Regions from separate parts of the Columba livia genome. Here region 2 is linked to region 1. A link is a contact called in public Hi-C data. All regions are on one chromosome and are shown on one strand. Each heading gives the region's core, a stretch centred on a gene start, on an enhancer-like site or on the middle of the called end of the contact. The rest is flanking DNA. Distances are from core to core; before and after follow the strand shown. Region 1 has its middle 240 kb from the start of EVA1A. Region 2 holds the start of MRPL19 (mitochondrial ribosomal protein L19).

Evidence for each region. A called contact is a pair of places that touch in the nucleus more often than the background predicts.
Region 2: a Hi-C map of liver shows a contact between it and region 1, with 4 times the contacts expected there. The contact joins the promoter of MRPL19 here to the enhancer-like site in region 1. A contact is called at or near these places in 2 of 2 Hi-C or Micro-C datasets (crop and liver).

The regions. Positions count from the first base shown.
Region 1 is chr3:7,856,444-7,863,398 of bColLiv1.pat.W.v2, reverse strand. No RefSeq gene overlaps it. Among named protein-coding and RNA genes, the nearest start is that of EVA1A, 240 kb to the left of the region's middle. Within about 2 kb of position 3,913, at least 2 of the 3 cell types and tissues checked have an H3K27ac peak away from gene starts, as active enhancers do.
Region 2 is chr3:8,115,904-8,122,824 of bColLiv1.pat.W.v2, reverse strand. MRPL19 (mitochondrial ribosomal protein L19) reads right to left here and starts at 3,813. Exons shown (of 6, transcript XM_065055763.1): 1 at 3,632-3,813; 2 at 3,297-3,408; 3 at 2,350-2,468; 4 at 1,665-1,799; 5 at 245-426. The coding sequence starts at 3,701.

The sequences.
Region 1 (6,955 bases), core at 2,664-5,163:
GACATGGTTCTTTCCACTCTCTGCTGACCTCAGCCAGACCATGTTGGGGGCACATTCAGGGCCTGTGCGATCCCCAAGAGCTTTTCCAAATTTCATGTTTGTGTAACTGCTTTAACATAACTTTCTGCCTCTGTGTTGCTGCCTTTGCCATCCTTCTCCAGCAGTTACCCTGGCAGGCACATCTAAACAGAAAATCCTCCAGCACTGCTACTCAGGGAAGTGCACAGTGTCCCATGTGATAGATGGCTCCTGGCCAGCCTGCCGAATAGCAGCTGCTTGAGAGAAAAGCCTGCTCTCAGATACATAAATGTGGATTATCAGCAGCCCAGGAGGAGTAAAAAGCCATGGTTCTACATTGTGCGTCACGATTACATCCCCCAGAAGCCATCCTGGACACACAGAGGTCCAAGCATGGAAACCACTGCTGAAGTGAAATGGTGTCAAGCAGATTAGAAAATATTAGAAAATATCCAAATCCAGTGCTTAAAGGCAGTCAGTGAGACATATGCAGGGTCTAAATGTGATTTGTCAGTGAAAGGTATTGAGCATTCAAAGTGGTCGTGAAAGATGAGGATATAAAACTGATGTGCAGATTCACACAGAACCATGTACCTACTTGATTGTGCTCTTATCTGCTAAATCACAGCTTCTGTTACAAGAGAATAGTTGTCCCTACACTTAATGCTTAATGCATGTTAATCAACACAGCAAATTACTCGATTCCCCCAGGTCTTTTTAAGAGCTAACAGCAATTTTCAGCAAGTTACCAGATTGCAAAGGCTGTGACTTTCACAGAACATGTGAGAAAAAATTTCCTGTCTTATATAGAATAACATCTACAAATGAAATTGTTAAATTATATCTGCTGAATTAGCTTGTTTAGTTCACTAGCTTAACAGTAAATAAATTCCCCTGTTTGGTGATCCAGGCTGGGCACTGAAAAGTGGGAGAGATGAAAAATATGTGAGCTTTAGTTAAAAGTGAGCGTCTTCTAGCCTGTCCTGGGCTTTTCACTAACTTACTGATTCAAGAAAGTCAGTTGTTCATGGTGAGTTTTAGATTCAACAAGAACTACTAACTGCACTTCTAAAGCAATCCATTAAAAAAAATATATTTAGGGACAGGTAATGGCCCTGTGAGCTCTCATTTTCCCAGAAAATAGGATTTTCCCACTTCACCTTTTTTCTGCCCAGATGCTTTGAATTAAAACCAACTTATCCAGGGCCCATTTTTCTCTCACTTGTACCAGCGTAAATCAAAAGCTAACCATGTTAATGTCATTGGTGTAAAATTGGAGGAAAAGAGAGAAGAATTAGCCTAGGTAAAATCTAATTTGCTTTTTGTTCCATCTTTTCAAGTTGCAATCCAGATTAAAAATATGGAGCAACATATACAAAAGGAAAATTGACACAGCGTGCCATCTGTCCAGGACAGAAAAATTTAGGATTTCTTTCCTGAACTCCCAGTAAAGCAAACAAAAATGGATAAGGCCCTTCACCAGTTTTACGCTAAGAAAACACAACAAGAAAGCTACACATCAGCTACTGATTGCAATTCAAGCCATCTGGTATAAGCCAGGCCTTGGAGTTCATCTGAAACCCTGGCCACGTAGTGTTAATATGTGTTTATACAGGCACCACAAGCTGCCATTTCAGTTCTCTTGCATCCATATTTGCCATGGCCCACAAGTACAATAGAGCTCTTTTCAGAGATGACATAACCTAGTGTTTTGCAAAAAAACGGGGTGAAAGTTTTCTTTTCATCCTGCCGATGGGAAATGCGTCTTATGTGCTTCAGCAAATTACTGCCTTGAGGCAGAAAAAGCTCTTTGTAACACTTTGGTGCTAAAACAGGTACCTAGTCATCTATCCAGAAGTGTCTAACATAGCTGTATCCCCTGGAGAGCACTGGATGCCTTTGAACTTGCTTTCCCGGCAGTGCTGCTGCATCGAGGTATGCTTTCAGATGCCATTCGTCCCTCAGGAGCTCTGCTCCAGCTGCAGTACACATTTTATGGGGTCTGCAGAAAGAAATGGTCCCTCAGAAAATACAGTAGCTACATTCAGGTGAGTATTTTGCTAGCCTGTCTGTTCTTCTGACAGCCACTGAGAAACGCGAATGCTTTGGTTATAATGCGGCATGCTAGGTGAATCTTTCCCCTTATGAAAACATAGGGGAGCTTGGCTGCAATAAGTCACATTTTCAGACAGGGTTTTGGGCAAGCTGGAGTGGGAAAATGGCCAACATGAAGAGTTTAGTGCCTTCTATGAGATTAAAAGCAGGAGATGCTCGATGTGGGATACATATATCTAACACCACGTCTATGTGAGATGAAGCCATGCACAAGTGGCTGTCATCCTAGTGAATGAAAATGCACTGGGAAAAATGGGGTTAGACCCAGGCACTTCCAAACCCTGAGTCACCCAAGGTGTTTAGGATGTGTCTGCTTCACAAAAACATGAATGACCTGCAAAGCAGATATTCAGCTGTCTTCTTTTGGCATAGCTCTGGGATGTTATTGCCTTCAGTTTCTAGCTTGTCCTTGTGCCGCACATGGTGGATACAGCCAGAAGGAGTGAGATGGCATTTGCCAGAGCAAAATCAAGTTGTGTAAGTATGTTAAGGAGTTCATATCACAATGAGATTTGTGTAAATAAATACCCAACTTGGAAGAAAAACAGACTGAATGAAGTGGAAGTGGCTTAAGTGGCCTTTGAAGTCTCCAAGGTTAGAGCTGTTTTAACCATCATGATCTAAGGACAAAACTGAGTCAGAGTTTGTGGACAGAGATAACATTTTGAAGCTGATCGGGTGTTACAGCTGGTAAAAAGAAACAAGCCCTGTGCTTAGCCTTGGAGAAGTGACTCTCTGCCTGAACATCCAACTATTTTTTCCAGCTATACTTGTTGATCTAATGAAAGATCTTAACTGTCTCCATGAGCCTTGTCTCACTCAAAAATCACAGCACTTAACATTCCTGTCAGTAAAACAACCTTGCTCTCTCATTACTGGGTCACAATATGGGAAGGAAAATCCTTTCATCTTTTTATGGCTAAACTTGATTTTCTGAGTTTCCAGTGGATTACTGAAGCAACCAGTTGTGCTGGTTTAATGATTTCCACCAACCTTCCCTCTGTGCAATGCCATGTAAATGACGATTGACTTGCCACTGAGGATAGTTACTGGATAACTTGAGTTTCACTTTGTCTCACTGTGTCCTACAGCAGACTGTATTTTTTGGGGATGAACAACTGGGTGTTTGTTTTTCCTTTGATACTGCAATTTCTTTACCCAGTCTAGATTCGAGAGTGCAGGCTATTTAAAGCCAGGAATGAACTCGAGCTCAGCTAATCTGATCTCTGCTGTGCCCAGTCTTTACATTTCTGCCTGCGAGGACGGCAGCGAGCCCAGAGCACATCTCTGACTTGTGTTTGGCCGAGGCTCAAGACTCCCAAGTGCTGCTCTGAATATCTGCAGTGCTGGATGCTCAAAGCTCCTCCTGTTATCTTGCACAGTGGTTAAGCACGTTCACTCTTAGCAGACGTGCCAGCTTCTCATTTATAATTCTTCAGCTTTAGTTTCCACATCCTGTCTCTTATTATGACTTTCTTAATGGCTCCAAAACCCCATGACTGTTTTCTGATATTTTCTCTTAAATGTTTTCGTACTCTCAAATGCTCTCCAACACTTTACACAGAATAAATTCTTAAAGGCTTCCAAGTGTAAGGTGTTGTTCCCAGCTCTCGAATATGTGGCTCTTTTCTGTGCTTATTGCCATTGCTTTTTCAACATGATTTTAAAAACAACCTGTGTCAGGACTGTACGCAGTGCTGTTAGCAGTCTCTGATGTCTCTGCTTTAATACTTGCCCATCAGATGAAGACACCTCCAATCTCTCATTCAGAGCTCTCTTGAGTTCTACAGGACCATCTAATTAAATATCACAAAACTTCTATGAAAGCAATTCAGGTTACAAGCCTCTTTTTCACTTGAGTAAAACAAAATGTTGGTGAGTAAATGGTGTGCCCCAGGCAGAGACCAGACTGGTGCCTAGCGGTCCCCTTCTGTACAGGTTAGAAAGTGGCTTTGCCAACATAACCTTTTGCTTTGAAGTCCAGTCAAGTGACTTTTGTTCAGTTCAGAAACAATCGATTTTATTGCTTTCCCATGTAAATAAAAGCTGCATAATGCCACTGGGTGACAAGCAATTTCCTTCCACTCCCCCGTAGAGGAGAAACATTACAGATGATATTGCTTTAGAGTGACAAAGAAAACAGCAATTCATGCATTTTCCAGGAAAAAAAAAAAAAAGACCAGAGTAAAATGTGCCTCCCTACTAAAACTGCAGCTGCAGGCTGCCAGTGCAATGCTACACTTACTGATCCTTTCTTGGAAAGGTGTATTAATTTTTGTTGCACCATGACACCTATAGAAGGAAAGGAGAGGAAAAAACATCATGGCAAAGTGCATCCTTCAGTGGGACTTGTTGTGATCTCCATCCCAGGCATTCCTGGAGCTCAGGACAGTCTTCTCATGCTCTGCCCTCACAACCGTGCTCCCTCTTGATTAATGTGACACTCAGACTCAGAAAAGCTGCAAACTTCAGGCCTGATTCTCTGTCATCTTCTCTGTATGTGATAACAAGTCAAAGCAGAACAAGTCTACACAACAACAAGTGTGAAGCCTGTTGGTGTCACTGGAGTGACTCTTCAGTCCAGCAAAGAAAGGTTCAACCACTGAAACTGGACTCTGATCCACAGCTGAACCATCTCCAGGTCAGGATTAGTTTGGCTCAGAAATAATATTTTTGTTACTACAATGAACCTACCACTCCTGTGGGCTGGGATTACAGTGTTCTTCAAGGTTTACCACAATGAAATGATGCTATTTGTGTCTGTCTGTATTTTGCCTGTTTTGTCCCTAGTATTCAGAGCAAATAAATGCCGTTTAGATTTTAGATGCTTTGGAACTTTTAGACATTATTCATCTCACCTATCTTTAGATGTATGTCAACCATGAAGACCCATACCTGAACCACTTGACTGGGGCTCCTTTTCCAGTCCCTGGAGAGAAACAGGGCTTTTCTGGTGGTGGCAGCTCCACCATATTTCAGATACCTATTTTAGGTCAGGAGAAACCACCTCTATTTCTTTCCTTTGACTACAAAAAGTCTTCAGCTGGTTTGGATGGCATTACCTACAAATAAATCCTTCTTCCTGTGTCTCAAAGGTCAGTTTAATGCTCTCATATAACTTGTTTCATATTCCACCAAGAGGGGCCACTGTGTGCAATAAAGAAAGGATGGTGAGAAAGCAGAATCCAATAAAAAAAGAGGGAACAGATAAAAGATCTTAAAACACAGAAATGCAGCCAGTTGTCCTAGACTGCACTCAAAAAAAAAAATAAAAAGAAATAAAAGAAAATGAAAATTAAAAAGATTAAACCTTCTATTATGTTTCCTTTCCACATACTGTCTGTTGACCATAGGGCACCACAGCCCCTGCCAGAGCAGCCTCTGAGATCTACCTGCGGGTGGGTGTATCTTGCTCCTCCAATACCTTGATTTTAGGTGGTCCTGTGTAGCCCAGGGAAAGGCCATGGCACCATCTAGAGGGAAGAAATATCATAGCTTCTGGGTTGTGATGTTTTCTCTCCTGTGAGGAGTGCTGTCACCTGAAGGGATCAGCTGGACATGGAGACTGACTCTGGAGAAAAATCAGAGGAGAGGCATTTTGAGGGGGAAGAAAGGGAGAGGGGACTGTGAGAGGAATAAGATAGACCCAATTGCTTTCTCGGTGGCTGCCTGTGATCAATAGTGCTGCGGTTCAAGGATTAGATTTAAAACAATCTGTCTGGAGATGATGGAAATGTCTCAGGCAAGAAAGTATTCATAAAAGTCAGACTGTAAAGATGTGTCAACTTCTTGCAAAGTCTGGAAAGTCTCTGTTTTGTTCAGCTTTTTCACCTCCAAAAACTTACTCAGAGATGAATTATTTCCTCCAGCAATCCTTCCCACCTCCCCTTTGATGACATCCATATCCCATTGTGGCCCTTTGCCTGCCACCTATGCTCTCCAGGGTATGAAGTACATTTTCACATTTCTAAGAAGCTCTGAAGAAGCATTACAATTGAATACCATTGACAAAATACAAAATTAGATGCTGGAAGTCTGTAGTAACTCAGTAACATTATCAACATCAGATGATCTCTTGTGATCGTGTCTAGTTTCCAAATGAGTAATAGTCATCTGAGCTCAGCTGTTTCTCAGACTCCATGCATCTCAAGATAAAGGTTGTTACTGACTTATCCTTCTGATAATATGCTGTGACATCAGTCATCCTCATAGCCCCGCTTTGCATGGCTATTGCACTTGAAATTGCTGTGGAGTGGTGTGCAGGTTCTGTGTGCAGCCCTTTCCCCAGGGCAATGACCCTGCTATGCCATGACCTTTTGGGAAGGACCCAACATGGGCACCAGTTAGCCAGGAGGAGCACAGATCAGGTAGGGTGGAGCCATGTGTGGGTAAGTTCAAGGTACTGCAGCCACCATCTATAGTCAAAGCAAACCTTCACCTGTCAAATTCTCGTTGTCACGACCTTCTCCACAGAACTGTATTGGTGAAGCTGGTGTCTCTCAACTCCATGATGTCCAAGAGACATCACAAAATGCTGATGCAGAGGGTAGAGTGCTGAGCCCCTGCCCAGCTCCATCTCCATGCAACAGCCAGCTAAAATGCAGGTGGATATGAGAAAACTAACCTGTCAATAGACCTGTGCTCCCTAATGCTCACTAGGCTCATGACATGGAGAAACCAACCTCATCATGAGAGGATGAGGAGACTGATAAAGCTCAGAGAGGATGGTAGTGGTTCTGGGAGGCTTCCCTGCTTCAAAAGGGACAAAGTCACATCTTCACAGTGTCACTCCAGCTTTCAGCCTTTGTATGCTCTTTTTGCC
Region 2 (6,921 bases), core at 2,564-5,063, 260 kb before region 1:
CCTGTCTGCATGGTGTCATATAGACGCATGCGAAGGCTACTACTGCTTGTATGTCTTCTAAATTAACTACTGAGGATGGTAAATGTTTACATCCTCATCATTCTTTCACTATAAAAATAACACAAAGACTTGCCTTACTTTGTATACTTTTGTCACGCTGGTTAACTAGTGTAGCAAAGAGCCCTTTAGCGGCCTAGCAGGACAGCACATACGATCCCCTGCTTTTGAAACATGCAGCTCCTACCTTGTTTACGGGAACTTCTTCATGGTCTAAATGAGACACAGGTTTCATATTCACATCAAAAGTACTATATTCAGGTAGGGCATCTCGCAGGTACATCAGGTTGTCATCCAGCCTCTTTTCCAGCTTCAGGACCTCGATCGCTTGGATTCGAGGACTGTACAGTTCATAACATATTTCAACACCTTAAGAGACAGAAAGTCTGGTTTAATGAATGGAATACATCAGAAATGCTAACACCAAATTTCTTCAGTGTCACACATTGCTGTATTATTCAAGAACTGCTTTTTACCTATACAAAGAACTAACAGTGCTGTGGGCACGTGTCATTCTACACGTGCATTGTGTCTGCACAGGCAAATGCAGATTTCTTTCGTAAGTTAAGTCTTGGATAACAGAACAGCTTAAGAAACATTGAGTGGCTTAAATTTAAGGAAGACAAGCTTAGTTTTTAAACTTTACTCCCTTTTGGTTACAATGGCTGTTACTTTCTATATACATTACACATACAATGAAATAAAGAGACATCCCCCCCTTTCATACTTGCTCTCAGAACACCAGTATTTGCACCTCCCCCAATTTTTATCATAAAACAGAATACAAACCTATTACAAAACTCTGCTAATCTGCTGTGTGTTAAACAGTTCATGCATATGGCTCCAGTTCATTCAAACACCCAATGCTCAAACCAGGCTAATATAATATTCACATGGCTGGCAACAAGCTGCCCAGACTCAAATATAAGCACCACCATAGCAGATCATGTTCAGTCTCCTCGGAATACAGATCTAAAAATCACTAAGTATATACATAAAAAATTACTAAGCAGTTCCATGTATGATCCAAGGGCTGGAACAGCTCTGCTGTGAGGACAGGCCGAGAGCTGGGGTTGTTCAGTCTGGAGAAGGCTCTGGGGAGACCTTATTGTGCCATTTCAGTGCTTAAAAGGGGCCGATAAGAAAGATGGGAACAGACTTTTTAGCAGGGCCTGTTGTGATAGGACAAGGGGTGATGGTGTTAAAACTAAAACAGGAGATTCAGGCCAGTCATGAGGAAGAAATTTTTTACGCTGAGGGTGGTGAAACCCTGTCCCAAGTTGCCCAGAGAGGTGGTGGATGCCCCATCCCTGGAGACATCCCAGGCCAGGCTGGACGGGGCTCTGAGCAACCTGATCTGGGTGAAGATGTCCCTGCTCATGGCAGGGGTGGCACTGGATGAGCTTTGAAGGTCCCTTCCAACCCAAACTATTCTATGCTTCTATACAGTGTCGAACTCGCAGTATCCCCTAGTAGGCAGACTCACTATTTCACTTTACTGTCATCCTCTCCACAGACTAAATTTCTACACCAGATATCCCTTCACATAAAACTTCAACATTTGTTGCTTAACGTCTCCAGCATAATTAGCACAGCTAAAAACCCACCTTGGCCTTCTATAACATTTCGGAGGACAAAGGTAGCGCCGAGTCCTTTTCCACCTCTTTGAATGCAGATGCCTACAAATCGGTTGGTTTTGTTGTTGGCGTACGGATCTGCAGTAGTAACAGCGAGTATGCTGCCTGCCAATAAATAAAATGAAAATAGACTGTTCAGGTAAACACATACCAAAAGGTGGGGAAATATTCACAAAGTGCACATATTTGGTACATTTTGAACATGTTTTATTTTCCATGAAAGCCACCAGGAACAGAATAAACTTCTAACATGACCTAAATTAATATATGCTAAAGTGATTCTGCAGGTTAACTATGAAGCTTCTTCACCTTTACACCTCTACCTTTTATTTTTTACCCTTCGTTATCCAAACTGAATACAAATAATCTAATGTATTTTTCTTTCTTGAGCTTTACTGGCAAGTCATATGCTAAAGTGCCAGGATTGAAAAAAAGCACATAAGAAACACATTAGTATTATACTTTTAATTGAAACCGGATGTAAATATGAAATTAAAATATAAAGTAGTATGTATAGAAATACAGACTAGTTGAACTAACATACCTGACACTATGATGCTCTGTATGATATTCTGCAATACACAACCACACTTTTACCATCCCACCCGACAAAAAATACTGACGAAATTATGAACATTCTAGTGCTGTTACTGACCAACATAGAACTCTGGGATGTTGAAGACTTTCCGTCTCTGTATCATATCCTTTCTTTCTAGAAATAATTTAAGAGGATCTATTCTGCCTCTGGGTGGTATAAATTCAGGGCTCAGGAACCTAGAAGAAAATGCAAACTTTTGTAAGTGTAAAACAAAAGCATTTTCACGAATAACACAGTTGATCTCGAGGTCTAAGTCAAAGGCAGATCACAGTATCACAGTATGTTTGGGATTGGAAGGGACCTCAAAAGATCATCTAGTCCAATCCCCCTGCTGGAGCAGGAACGCCGAGGTGAGGTCGCACAGGAACATGTCCAGGTGGGTTTGAATGTCTCCAGAGAAGGAGACTCCACAACCCCCTGGGCAGCCTGTTCCAGTGTCTGTCACCCTCACTGAGAAGAAGTTTCTTCTCAAATTTAAGCGGAACCTCTTGTGTTCCAGCTTGATCCCATTACCCCTTGTCCTATCATTGTTTGCCACCGAGAAGAGCCTGGCTCCATCCTCATGGCACTCACCCTATGCAGGTGATGCAGGTGTCCCTGTCCCCTTGTGGCACACTGAAAAGATGCACTCCTTTAACAGACAAAAACCTCACACATCAACCCCAAATTTGCAAATCTTTGCTGGCACACATTCTTTTTTCCTGTTTCACTGTTTTCAAGAACTCTAGAACACATCAGGGTTTTTTTGTGTTGTTTTTTTATTATTTTTTTTTTAATTTTAATTTTTTTAAAGCATATTTCAGCTAGAACTTTGCAAACACTTTTTATTGAGTAACACCTTGGAGCTTTAAGAAGGCGCTCACCCAATCACCTGCCTATCAAGTTCTCTATTAAGTTCCTGTTACCCTAGGCCTAGTCGGGTTTCTAAACGACTTTTGCTCCTCTTACCAGTCGGCAGACCTGAACACAAGCCCCCTGTGAGAAGCACCAGGCCCGGTACCCACCTCCTCTCCTCCCTCTGCTTCTGCTTGTCGATAATGACAGGCTTTGGAGGCGGCTGAAATTTCGCCGGCTTTCCATCGCTGCTAATTCGACACCCGGACAAAGAAAGACACCCTGCAGAAAAAAATAAAATAATTTAAACCCCTCCGTGTTTCCAAGCCGAACGGCCCGCAGCGGTGGCGCGGTCCCAGATCCCAGCCCCGCCAAGCACCCGAGGACACCCCCACACTCTTGGGCAAACACGGGCCGCGCTGAGGGAGCGCGGGCAGCCGCTCTCCGCCGCGGGCAGGAGGAGGGGGCGGGCAGCGGGGAATGAGGGGTCACGGTTGGTGCTCACTGGCGGGCCGGGCGGCGAGGCCCAGCACCCCCGCGTTCCGCCGCCATAACCTCCCGCAGGCGGCTGCCATGGCGACTGCGGCCGCCTCCGGCCTCTTGGCGCCTGCGCACAGCGCGGCTACGGCGACCGCGGCGGGACAAAGTGACCCCGAGCGCGAAGCGGGGCTGTGGGTGGTGGCCCTTCCCTCCCGTGGCTGCAAAAGGGAGGCGCTGAGCGGGTCTTGGCTCCTGTGGGGCTTTCCCACACCTAAAGAAAGGGTGCAGGGTTCCTGTGGCTGCTGCCTCACAGGGAAGCCGCTTGGGCTGTCAGCCAGGCGTCCCTTCAAGGGGGAGGAGGCAAAGTGGCTCCGTTCACCACCCATCCCTCAAGGAGATTTTGGGTGGGGGAGGACGCAAAAGGAAAAGCTGGGGGAGCTGGGTCTCTTTAGTTCGGAGGAGACTGAGGGGTGATCTCATTAATGTAATACGTAAAGGGTGAGTGTCATGAGGATGGAGCCAGGCTCTTCTCGGTGACAACCAATGATAGGACAAGGGGTAATGGGTACAAACTGGAACACAAAAGGTTCCACTTAAATTTGAGAAGAAACTTCTTCTCAGTGAGGGTGACAGACACTGGAACAGGCTGCCCAGGGAGGTTGTGGAGTCTCCTACTCTGGAGACATTAAAAATCCTCCTGGACGCCTTCCTGTGTAACCTCATCTGGGTGTTCCTGCTCCATGGGGGGATTGGACTGGATGATCTTTTGAGGTCCCTTCCAACCCCTGACATTCCGTGGTTCTGTGAAAAGGAGGATCAGAGAGTGCTCCTGTCCCTAAAGCAGACATGGAAGGGGAGAGGAGCAGGTGCTGTGGTACTGGGTTGCGAAGCTGGAGCTCCCAGTGTGTCAGTGGGCTTCAGAACACAGTGTGGGCGGTCTCATAGTGCGGGGATCCATCACAGTTTATTAACACTGGCTTTCCTGCACTAAAGTGGTTATGTGGTTTCCAGAAACACGCTCCTGTGTGTTTTAATGGTAGCCTCAGCTAATGATTTTTTATGAGCCTCTGCCCATAGTTCAGGTAACCTGCAGTCACAGTGATTTCAGAGAATCATAGAATCATTCTGGATGGAAGAGACCCTCTAGATTATCAAGTCCGTCTCAAGCTAACTCTGACACTAAACCATGTCTCTAAGAACCTTGTCTATGTGCCTTTTAAACATCTCCAGGGATGGTGACTCCACCACTGCCCCGAGCAGCCTGTTCCAATGCCTCACAACCCTTTTGTGCCGGACGCACTCGACGCCCCCCCCAGCCAAAGCAGCAGCACTTCAGTCCAGGCTCCAGAGGAGGGAAGGGCTGGAGCCACAGCCAGGCCAAGAACTCTTTCCAGGAGAGCCACAAGGAAGCAGAACGGCACACTGAACGCTGGTAACTTGTGGGTGCAGGGAGCTTCGTGCAGATTTTTCCTACCGTATGCAATTTGACTATGAGTCAACCACTTCATTCTATAAATACAACATCCTGGATGAGCCCACTTTGAGCTCTCCCTGCTAAATAAGTAAGTTGTATGGCAATGGTTTTACTACTCATAGGTCATTGGATGAGCCCAATTCAAGTTCAATATTAGTAATTTAGCTTAAGTATGTGCACACCAAATGTAATGGATTATTTAGAAATATAAGGTTGTATGATTTTTAATGTCACAGTATCACAGTATGTTTGGGATTGGAAGGGACCTCAAAAGATCATCTAGTCCAATCCCCCTGCTGGAGCAGGAACGCCTAGGTGAGGTCGCACAGGAACATGTCCAGGCGGGTTTTGAATGTCTGCAGAGAAGGAGACTCCACAACCCCCCTGGGCAGCCTGTTCCAGTGTCTGTCACCCTCACTGAGAAGAAGTTTTTTCTCAAATTTAAGCGGAACCTCTTGTGTTCCAGCTTGATCCCATTACCCCTTGTCCTGTCATTGTTTGCCACCGAGAAGAGCCTGGCTCCATCCTCATGGCACTCACCCTTTATATATTTATAAACATTAATAAGGTCCCCCCTTAGTCTTCTCTTCTCCAAACTAAAGAGCCCCAGCTCCCTCAGCCTTTCCTCACAAGGGAGATGCTCCACTCCCTTCATCATCTTTGTTGCCCTGCGCTGGACTCTCTCCAGCAGTTCCCTGTCCTTCTGGAACTGAGGGGCCCAGAATTGGACACAATATTCCAGATGTGGTCTCACCAGGGCGGAGTAGAGGGGAAGGAAGAACCTCTCTCGATCTACTAGCCACCCCCCTTCTAATACACCCCAGGATGCCATTGGCCTTCCTGGCCACAAGGGCACAGTGCTGGCTCATGGTCATCCTGTTGTCCACCAGGACATTCATGTTACTTGGTAGACTAGATTTGCTAAAATTTTACCAAGGGCAACTGCAGACTACACTAAATGCCTGCAAGATAACGTCTAGCTTGCATTTTGCTGGGAAGGATGGAAATGACTGGGGAAACAACGATCCAAGGCTCACGTGGAGACATTACAGACATCTGCAAAACGGGGCCTGTTTTGCAGTTCACTGAGAAGAAAGGATTTATCCAGACAAAATGGCACCTTCAAGGATATGGACCAAAACCAGTGTCTACAACTGAACAAAACAGAGGCCCACGTGGAGTCAGAGAAAAAAGGTCTAATGGGGAGCAAAAGGACCTGGTGGTGAAATTTTGCTGTTGGACTAAATCATGGTGTGAACGGTCTGTAAAGATATAAAAGTTTGTAGTTTTCTATGCTCGGGCAGACCTCTGTGAAGGTACCTAACTTGAGCCAGCCTTTCTGCTATTCTACTCCATTAAATTATTTGTTTTCTGGGAATTTTGTTTCCTGAAAGTCTGCTTTGCATGCAGTTAAGGACCTCACCTGAAAGTTTGCCACTGGAGCTTTAAAAATAGGATCCAGAGCAAACAGTTGTCAGGGAGGGAAGATGCCCGAAAGTTTGCTTCATGAATGGATACAGGCACCTGGAGAGAACGTAAGCAGCATTAGGGTTGGCATCTTTCACCCATGCAGTAAGTAATAGAGTGAACCTGCCACTGAACTCTTTTAAGTCATGCTTCTCAATAAGAAATCTAAACATTGTCCTGCAGCAAACAAAACCCTAAAATTACTCCCCCACAATACCTTTCCATGAAGAAATTTTTCTTGATATCTAATCTGAACCTTCTCTGGAACAACTTGAGGCCATTTTCTCTTGTTCTATCACTTGCTACTTAGGAGAAGAGACCAACCCCCTCCATGCTACAACCTCCTTTCAGGTAGTTGTAGACAGTGATAAGGT